Regions from separate parts of the Ovis aries genome. Here region 2 is linked to region 1. A link is a contact called in public Hi-C data. All regions are on one chromosome and are shown on one strand. Each heading gives the region's core, a stretch centred on a gene start, on an enhancer-like site or on the middle of the called end of the contact. The rest is flanking DNA. Distances are from core to core; before and after follow the strand shown. Region 1 holds the start of MYO1E (myosin IE). Region 2 holds the start of RNF111 (ring finger protein 111).

What was found. A called contact is a pair of places that touch in the nucleus more often than the background predicts.
Region 2: a Hi-C map of tail adipose tissue shows a contact between it and region 1, with 5 times the contacts expected there. The contact joins the promoter of RNF111 here to the promoter of MYO1E in region 1. A contact is called at or near these places in 3 of 16 Hi-C or Micro-C datasets (hypothalamus and tail adipose tissue).

What each region holds. Positions count from the first base shown.
Region 1 is chr7:49,115,555-49,120,756 of ARS-UI_Ramb_v3.0, forward strand. MYO1E (myosin IE) reads left to right here and starts at 3,135. Exons shown (of 28, transcript XM_004010559.5): 1 at 3,135-3,510. The coding sequence starts at 3,508.
Region 2 is chr7:49,461,085-49,466,405 of ARS-UI_Ramb_v3.0, forward strand. It overlaps RNF111 (ring finger protein 111), which reads right to left and starts at 1,252. Exons shown (of 15, transcript XM_060417856.1): 1 at 902-1,252; 2 at 316-372. The coding sequence starts at 320.

The DNA.
Region 1 (5,202 bases), core at 1,885-4,384:
GCATGCATTCAGATGGCCAAGGACTGTCTGATCTCACTCAGGGATCCAGGTATGAATCCAGAACCTAGAATGCATGATGTAGATGAAGGGAGAAGGGAACCAAAATTTGTTGACCATCTTTGTGCACATTTCATCCCAGACTTACATCAATTTATTTTATAGTTAAGGGAATTGAAGCTCAAAGAAATTAAAATCTTTCAGACAGTTGAGTGGAAATGCCAGACTACAGATTCAAGTTTATGTGCATGAAATCTCATATTCTAAGTACTGCCTAGACATAACCATTAATCTATATATTTATATTTCATTTTGGAAAGAATTATATTACATAATCATGAAAAATGAACACAAGCAGATATCTTCATCAAAGTTGTACCTACTAGAGCTGGGACTTCTTCTGGAAACTGGAAAGAGACTATTAGGGCAAATAAAAGTAAGGACTTAAAAAAAATCTCAGGGACTTTTCTGGTAGTCCAGTGGTTAAGACTTTACCTTTCAATGCAGGGGGTGCAGGTTCGATCCCTGGTCAGAGAGCTAAGATACTACATGCTGCTGCTGCTGCTGCTAAGTCACTTCAGTCGTGTCCGACTCTGTGCGACCCCATAGACGGCAGCCCACTAAGCTCCTCTGTCCCTGGGATTCTCCAGGCAAGAACACTGGAGTGGGTTGCCATTTCCTTCTCCAATGCATGAAAGTGAAAAGTCAAAGTGAAGTCGTTCAGTCGATCAGGCTTCTCCATCCATGGGATTTTCCAGGCAAGAGTACTGGAGTGGGTTGCCATTGCCTTCTCTGAGATACTATATAACTTCCAGCCAAAACATATTACAGAAGCAATATTGTAATAAATTCAATAAGGACTTTAAAAATGGTCTACATAAAAAGACACTTAAATGCTAATACAACTGAAAAACAGTTTCAAGGTAGTTTTAGATAAATCCAAGACTGATAAGCTGGTGATAGATTCCTAATAAGTTCAAATTTCCCTTTTGGTAACCTCTGTTCATTAGTGTTTTTTTTTGCCACTCCACTTGGGGATCTTAGTTCCCGGACTAGGGATTGAACCTGGCCCTGCAATGAAAGCACTGAGTCCTAACCACTGGACTGCCAGGGAATTCCCTACTCATTAGGTCTTTTTTTTTTTTTTTTAAGGCTTTTAGAATGACTATTCAAATATTATATGCAAACAACACATAAAGAGTAATACATGGATTGGTTGTATGAAAAGAAGGACTATTCATAGAAAACGAAAAATTAAATTTAACAAATATCCAAGTTGAAGTGAAATAGTTCATGTTTGGAATAAAGGCTTTAGTGTTCTTTTTCTCTTTGAATTACTATACCCTGTTCATTAGTTTTTAAGATACTTGCTCATATTTTGAAGCTGACATGCCCCTGAGACATGGATTTACCTGAGAATAATGAATCACATCCGAATATACTTAGCCTATGATCACACCTGTACGGACCTAATGAGTGCTCAACAGATGCCTCGAGGGTTTCCTGTCCAGTCTGTGCTACGGAATGCTTTCAGATCAACTATCTAACCTATAGCTTCAAATATGGTACTTCCGTGTACAAAACTACTTTTACTTCTTCTTATAGTTGTATCTTTCCTGTAATTATTTATTGTTTTAAAATTTATCTTTTGTCTCCCTCCCTTTAAAATTGTAAGCTTGATGAAGTCAGAGACCACTATATTCATAGTGGCCATGATTAGGTCATTCAATTACATCTATTTGCCTTCCTGTGTAGATGAGGACAAGAATTTGGTCAACATGATCTTTCAATTTTTAAGACAGAGATATAATTCACATACTATAAGGTTCACCCTTTTAAAATGCACGATTCAGTGGTTTGTATTGTAGTATATTCACAAAGTTGTACTACCATCTCCAGAATATTTTCACCAATAAGGAAACACAGAACTATTAGCAATTATTCCCACACAGGACTGAGCGACTTTCACTTCATTTCACCTCTCTCCCCAGTCCCTGGAAATCAATGTTATCGATTTCTGCCTCTGTGGATTTTCTAATTTCATATAAATGGAATCATATAACATGGCGTCTTTTTTCCTGGATGCTTTCACTTAATATTGTCAAGGTTCATGTTGTAGCAGCACGTTGTTAGTACTTCCTTTTTAACAGCTGGATAATATTCTATTCTGTGGATATACTACATTTTGTTTACCCATTCCAGACAAGAGGATTTTTAACATCCCTTCCGACTCGAGGATCCTTTATTCAAGTGAAGGGTTACCCCCAAAGTTCATAAAGCAAATCACAGTGAATCATTATGCTTGGTAGTTTTTCTGCGCCCGGAAGTTTTCAAATCTTACCTACCATAGATCCAGAGAGGACTATCTTGTTATGACCCAGCATGTTTACTTCTGAACCCTGAAAACATCAGCTGCTCTAATTTATTTCAGGATTCTGCTTTCCCCCCCACCCCAATCGTCTCCTCACTGCCCACCCGATGCTTGATTGTAACTCAAATTGTCATCAGCAGATCTGTGCCGACTGAGATTGGGTGGGCGTCCTTCCCACGCCTCTCTCCCCTGTCCTTGGGCTTAGTGCACGTGCAATTTCTTCGCCATCAAAAACGCCCCTTCCTCTCCTCCCCCTTAAAAAGCCTTCCTTTGTTTTCCAAGGAAATTCAGGTGAAAGAAAGGGTGGGGGCAACGATATTTTTGACTTTCCTCACAATCCAGACGTTGGAAAGAAAAAGGATTTCCTTTGGGCTGCTGCCATGACTCTGATCTTTTATGCTGATAAAATATTTCCTTCTTCTTAAAAAAAAAAAAAAAAGAAGCTATGGGAAAAACATACACTTCAGCTACACTTACTCTAACTTTGGCGTTAAAAAAAAAAGTTTTCCAGTTTACTTCTCTTTCACAGAGTGGTTTTCTTCTTACCAGTTCAGGGATTGCAAGAGGGAGCGAGCCAGGTCAGCAGCGCTTTCTGGAGGCTGGCGTGGAGGAGGACTACAGGATCCAGAGGGCTTTGGAAACTCCAACAGCTACAAGCTTGTTGGCTACTACGGTTTCCCTGAGGAGTGACGCTGTAAAAACAAACCCTGATTGGTCAGGCCAGAGCTGAATTCTCCATTTATGGACAGATTGCCCTGCCCGAGTCGAGGCTCAGCCAGAGGAGTACGGAGTAAGTGGCCGAAGAAAGAGGAGCAAGGCAGGGCAGCTCGTGGGACGCGCGGAGAGCATTGCACTCACCTAGGCGGGGCGGCGAGCGCTGGGTCTGGGTGGACCCTGGTCCTCCGCAGTATGCGCCCCGCCTGCTAAGCAGCCTCCTGCTCGCCTTCACCTACCGCCGCCGATCCCGCCTGGATGGAGTCCCCCCAGGGTTCCCATTGGTTCTTGTGAGTCCTTGGGTTGTCGAGAGCCTGTTTTTGGCGAAGGGAACCAACTTCTGAAGTTCGCCCAGGAGACTGCGTTCCAGCCCCAGCTCCCCGGCAGCGGGACACGCCAGAGGCGCGATCGCGGCGCGAGTCACCATGGTGAGTTGGCCGCGCGGCGTCCCGGGACGCCGGACCCGGGGATGGGGCGGGAAGCCCGGGCGCGGGGCACCCACCTTGGGCGCGCTGCCGAGGCCGGGAGAGGAGAAGGTGGACGCCGGAGCCGGCACGTCGCGAGTCCTGATTTCCTGCCGCTTTTCCTCCACCCGGGCTCGGGGAGAGGGAGTGGGGGGCCAAGGAAAACTTTCTTTCAAGTCGCTTTCGGCGTCGCCAAACTTTTCGAGGCCGGTTGGCTATGGCTGCCAGCTGTCGGAAGCCGGGGAGATCCAAGTTCAGGGGCACGGCTCCCCGGGAGGGGATGGGCATCGCTTTCTCCCGGCTGGGAAGGTAGGAGCGGCCGCCCGCAGCACCGGCGCCACGGACCCCGCTCCTCCCCGGCCGCCCGGCAGCGCCGCAGTTGTCCCGCTGGCATCCGCGCGCCGGCGGGGGCGACGCGGCCGCACAAAGGCAGCCGGGCGCCAGGTAGGGCGAGCACCTGGCGGTGGGCAGGCGGCTGCGGGCGAGGGTGCCCCGGGCAGCTGAGAGCCGCGCCGGCCGGGAGGGTCTTGGCACCAAAAAGGCCGAGTAAACACCACCCTCCCTTTTCTCCAAGTGCGAGGTGGCTGGCACTTTTCGGGTGTACAGCAGACGGTTCGCAGAGGAGGAAGTCGAGTTTTTTGTTCTTTTTCCTTCGGTACTTGGGAAATTGATGGAAGTGGCTGGCTCTTTTTCTGACTCGTTTCTGACTTTTCCTCTACCCCACAATGTCCCGCCTGGACTACCCCGCCCCCCATAACCTTAGCCACAGCCCTTGGGGTTTGGCGTGGTGTGTACTTTTCTTTCCAAAGCACAAAAGCAAGGGCTCTATTTTGAAGAGATTGGCAGTCCATCAGCGGAGGGGAGGGGGGAAGTTTTACCCCAAGGCTTCATAGTTTCCACACTTGCTTCTTTTCAACTAATCTGACTTAGGACTCCGCTGGTCCTCTTCTGTTGTTGTTGTTTTTTTTTTTTTTTAAGTGACTGTGAAAGTGGCGCTAAGTAAAAATGATAACCCGTGCAGCACTAATTTAAAAATCTCTATCCTGCAGGAGCTGGGGGAAATTAGCAAAGGCACATAGAAACTTACAACTAAAAGGAGCACTTGATCCAGTGCTGTGTTTATTCAAAAGAATGATTAAAAGCAACCACACAAAAATCTTTAAAGGGGCACCCTTGACCAAAGCTTTTTGTTTTGTTTTGTTTTCACTTAGTCCAAAGTTATGTCACCCTTGTTTCTACCTAAGAGGGTACTTAATCTGTAAATAAAATTTCCCTTTCAGTTTTAGGATTTAAGAAGTCAGCCCACCCCACATTATTTTTGGAACCTTTATAGAGAACCAGTTACTTAAACTGTGTATTAGGGTGGAGATACCTAAACTGGGCCACAGCCTAATTGGCTACTTAAATTTAAGTACTTTAGAATTGCTATAATTATTTTCCATGGTTAAATATTTCCAAAAAAAGAAAAATCAATGTGTTTTATGTCAAGAGCTTGAAGAATCTTACTGAATTTAAATAGTTGAGTGGTACCTTGAGAAAATTAACTTTACCTTGTTGACTCATTTTTCATGCTGTAGAGGCTAAAAAGTACTGTGTGTGTGTGTTTAGTCACTCAACTGTGTCCCACTCTTTGTGACCCCATGGACCGTAGCCCAC
Region 2 (5,321 bases), core at 2-2,501, 340 kb after region 1:
AACAAGAAAATTAAACATAAAACACCAAATGAAATAAAGTTTGGATTAAGTCAGGTACAAAAAGCGTTATGAACTATAAAATGAAATCTATGTCAGCTGGCATCTTATCTCCCCAGAGAGCTCTAAATTCATCCTGCACATAAATCAAGAAACAGGAAAGCATGCAATACAATGGAGTCACCCCACACTACAAACACGAACAAATTAAACGAACACCCTATACTTCCTGGTATTTTTTTAAATGTTAAAACTTAGACCTGAGTTAAGTTATCTGTAAAGATCTACTCTAACCTATTTAAGAACTATGTGACAAACCTCATTTCTGCAGCACAAATATTTCCACAACAACATTGCTACCGGCTCTGATAAACTCTGTAAAAAAAAAATAATGATAATAATAAAAATATTAAGCTTTTTTAATGGCCAGCCAACCAACTCTTTACAAAATCTGACGCGTCTGTATTTCTGCTGTTCTGCGGTCTACGTTTCCTTGATCACAGAAGGAGGCAACTCCCTAACCGTCAGGGCTGCCTTAGCGCCCTCCAACTCCCCGGGTGCGGGTTACCTTCATCACTCCATTGTCAAATCGCACTCCCACGCCTCAGTCCTCAGCCCCTGTCCTAAGACTCTAGAGAGTCAAAAAGGGGAAAGAAATCCCCTCACCCACCGTCCTTTACTGAGGAGGGTGGGTGTGTCTGTAGACGAACGCTCTGTCAAACACAATTAAATCTTCCGCGGAAACCTCGACCCTAAGCCACAACGGAGCCAGCAGTAACCGGCCGGCCGCCGACCCCAGCCTTCCGCGGCCGCAGCCCTTCCTCTTTCTCCCCTCCAGCCCGGCCCCTCCCCCGTTGCGCGCACGCGCGGCCTCCAATCGATCCCCTCCCCCCGGCCCCCTCACCTGAATCATTAGCCACCCTCTTCCCAGGCTCTGGGAATCGCTGGCCCAGGAAGGAAGACAGGAGATGTGAGCGGGGAAGAGGATGCGTCGAGAGCCAGTGATCTGCGCCTCAGATGTTGGCCTAAGAGGCCCCTACGGTCAAGAGCAGCGTCTGTCACCGCCACCAAAACTGTACCAGCGGCAGCGCCTGGTTCGGCCCAGCTGACCCGGCTTAGGGTCAGAATGCCTAATTTGGTCCCACGGGAACTCGTTCCCCGAAACTGCGGGCGTTTCTATGCTGCGCAGACCGAACACCTCGCCACCGTCGCCGCCACTGCTGCTGCTCTCCAGTCGCCGCCGCCTAACCAATCCCTCCTCTACCGAGGAAGCACGACACTCAAAGCTTTACGACAGTTCGCAAAGTGAGAGCGCAGTAGCCTTCAATCCTCCATTAACATCTGTTTGTTTCTGCGCTTGCTCAGATGCCTGTTTCTCACCGTCCGGCTCCCTCTTCGCTGGCCCTCCCCCTTTGTACTCGCCTTATCAGTCTGTTGCCGAAACCTAACGAAGTCCTAAAGCTCGTTTTATGTTCATTTTTGAAATGCGTTCAGTATTAAACAAAATATTGACTACATCTTGGTTGATTTTTTTCATAACTGAAAGTTACAACCACAGAATTAATAACTATACTTAAGGTAATGAACAAAAACGCCATGGTTTAGTCTGTCACAGCAAATGGTACTCAAATCATCCTTACCAATGAGATCATCACCGTTGAGGTGAATTTGCTTTCAAAATCAGATAAAAAATGGTAATAGATATCCTGGGAACTAACTGTACAATCATATACGTTTTCTTATTTTATAAAAATCAGGAGACAACAGATGCTTCATTACTTGCATTAATAGGCTGTAGGCAAAAGGGATGTAGGCCTTGGAATCAGTAAAACTTCCTTTCAAATTCCAGTGAGTGAACTTAGAGGTTTGGGGAAGGGGTTGGGAATAGGGATAGATGGGGCGTTTGGGGTTGACATGTACACAGCACTATCTGTAAAATGGATAACCAACAAGAACCTACTGAATAGCATAGGGAACTCTACTCAATATTCTGTAATAACCTATATGGAAAAAGAATCCATTCAGTTCAGTCACTCAGTCAAGTCCAACCCTGTGACCCCATGGACTGCAGCATGCCCAGCTTCCCTGCCCATCACCAACTCCTGGAGCTTGCTCAAACTCATGTCCATCAAGTAGGTGATGCCATCCAACAATCTCATCCTCTGTCATCCCCTTCTCCTGCCTTCAATCTTTCCCAGCATCAGGGTCTTTTCCAATGAGTCAGTTCTTTGCATCAGGTAGCAAAAGTATTGCAGTTTCAGCATCAGTCCTTCCAATGAATATTCAGGACTGATTTCTTTTAGGATTGACTGGTTTGATCTCCGTGCAGTCCAAGGAACTCTCAAGTCTTCTCCGACACTACAATTCAAAAGCATCAATTCTTCGCACTCAGCTTTCTTTATGGTACAACTCTCACATCCATACATGAGTATTAGAAAAACCATAGCTTTGACTAGATGGACCTTTGTTGGCAAAGTAATGTCTCTGTTTTTAAATATGCTGTCTAGGTTGGTCAAAGCTTTTCTTCCAAGGAGGCTGCAGTCACCATCTGCAGTGATTTTTGAAAATTAAAAAAAAAAAAATTCGGTGATGAAAATAGCAGGTGTCTAATTGATTTGAACTTTGTAAATCTGTCTCCAAAAAGAAAGGAAGGTCGGGGAGAAAAGAAAGAAAATGTCAATTATACCTCAAGTTTTAAAAATCAAAAGCAGGTTAAAAATTTTAAACTATGTTAGTAACTTATGTGATACTTCTGTTGCACAGTGCTAACTGGGATCCAGACCCATATGGCTGTTTACTGGTTATGTCTCACAGGCAATTCTAATGCATCTTGTCCAAAATAAATAAATGAATGTACATATATAGTGTTTAAATCTCATCCATCTCAGGTTTCACTGTCTCTTTCAATAGGACCAAGTTATCTAATGAGGAACATAATGGTCATATTTGATAACTCTCTGTTCCTCACTCCCTACCTCTAATCAGGCAGTAAGTACTTCCAATTCTGCCAATGAAACATTTCAAATATTGAAAATCCACCCATTCCTCTCTGTACTCTGTACCAGTTCAGGTCTTTCGTATATTTGGTATTATTCATTTGTATAACAAATATTTATCAAGTACTTACTATGTGCTAGACATTGTGCTGAGCATTGTGAGTACTAGATACATGACCACTGTTTTACTTGAAGTATTTGAGAAGACCCAGAAAGCAAGCCCACTATTTAGAATATAACGTGGAAGGTATAGGATGACACACTCACGCTCTGAGAACACAAAGACAGAATACTGTAGTCAAACCAAGAGAAGGTAACCTTTAAATTTTGCAACATTAATAAGACAGTTACATAAAGCAAATAGGGCATTGCCCACAGAAAGATTAGCAATACTAAGCTACAGAATCCTCTAGTTGAAACATCGTGAAACAAATTCTCTACTAAGATCTACTGAATGTATCCTGCAAGGAACGTCTCAGGAGATAAGGGAAGCAAAGTAGACAGAAATGTATTAAGTAAGATTTTTGCTAGGAAAAGGAATTTTAACTATTTTATATTTCAAACCATGAGAAGCTGTTAAAGGGTATCAATCAGAGGAGAAATAATCAGATTTGATTAAAGACACCATTCTATAAGGCAAGTAGAGGACAGACAGAGAAGGCCAAGAGGAGAGGAGCAAAGACCAGTCAGAATTGCAGGTAAAAAGGGGTGCGGGTAGTAGAAATGAGCAGGAAGGGACAGAAACAATAAGAAGAATGAATAACTATGTGGTTCTAGAAGGTGAAGGAGGGGAATCTCAGAGACTTCCAGATTTATGGTGAATGCTTGGGTGGTGGCACCATTCAAGAAAGAGACACAGGCTTGAAAAACCCAACTTTGGGGTCTGGACCTTTCAACTGGTTAGGATAAGGGAGGAGATTGAGAGAAAGGAAAGTATTACTTCCTATGTTGGGCAAGTTGAATTTACCCAAAGTGGAGATTCCAATAAGCTGTTTGAAGCTTAGGAGAGAGGTCTGGGCTGAAGACAGAGATCTGGACTCATTCACACAGAGTGTGACAGCCAGAATAGTTCTGATGAGGCCACACAGAGTAGAAGTGAGACGAGACAGAGAAGCCTGACATTTTAAGAGCTGAAAAATTAAAAAGAGTCCCACAAGGCTATGCGTGGGCCAGAAAGAAAGTGATAAACATGTAACAAACAGCACCAATGAGGAAAAGTTTCAATAAAGAAGTGAACGGTGAGGGACATGAAATGTCTGTTAGTTTCACAGTATGGAGATCAGTAAGCAGGAGCAGTTTCAGCAACTTGTCTACATTTTAGAACAGAGGTTTTCAACTGGGGTTGGTTTTGACTCCCAGCGATTATTTGATGCTATATGGAGATATTTTTCAGAGAAGGCAGTGGCACCCCACTCCAGCACTCTTGCCTGGAAAATCCCATGGATGGAGGACCCCGGTGGGCTGCAGTCCATGGGGTCGCGAAGAGTCGGACACGACTGAGCGACTTCACTTTGACTTTTCACTTTCATGCACTGGAGAAGGAAATGGCAACCCACTCCAGTGTTCTTGCCTGGAGAATCCCAGAGACGGGGGAGCCTGGTGGGCTGCCTTCCATAGGGTCACACAGAGTCGGACACGACTGAAGCGACTTAGCAGCAGCTGGAGATAAGCACAACTAGGCAGATGTTACTGACATCTAGTGGTCTGAAACAAGGAATGCTGCTAAATACACAGCACAGCCTCCCACAGCAAATAACTACCTAAACCAAAATGTTAATAGTATTCCAGCTTAGAAGTCCTGGTTTAGAAAGGACGAAATGGGGTAATTATACAAGAATCGGTACTTTTTAATGAAATTTGTAGTAAATGGAAAGGAAAGATACATATCTAGCAGCATATGGAATTTAAAAAGGGGAGACTTGAATCATGTTGGTAATTGAAGGGAAAGGAGAAATGAGAAAGGTGAATGGAAATAAACAAATGTTCAGTTGAGGCAGAAGAAATGAGATTCAAAGCTCAGATGGGAGAATTAGCCTTGGATAAGAGAAGGGATATTCCTTTCACTGAAACAGGTAGGGAGGAGGAAGAAGTGATTGTATAAATGAATTAGGTTTGTTAGCTTCAGGGAACAAGTTGAGGGCTTGATCAAAGAATGGACTTGATATCTCTGCAAAACATGAGGTAAGGCCATCTACTAAGACATCAGATTTGGAAATTGCTGATTGGAGAGTAATTAGAAGAGAGAGATTAAAAAAAAAACTCAGAATAGTCACTAACACGATGGCAGGGCAGACAATAGAGGCAACAGATCAAAGGCAGGAAGCCCAG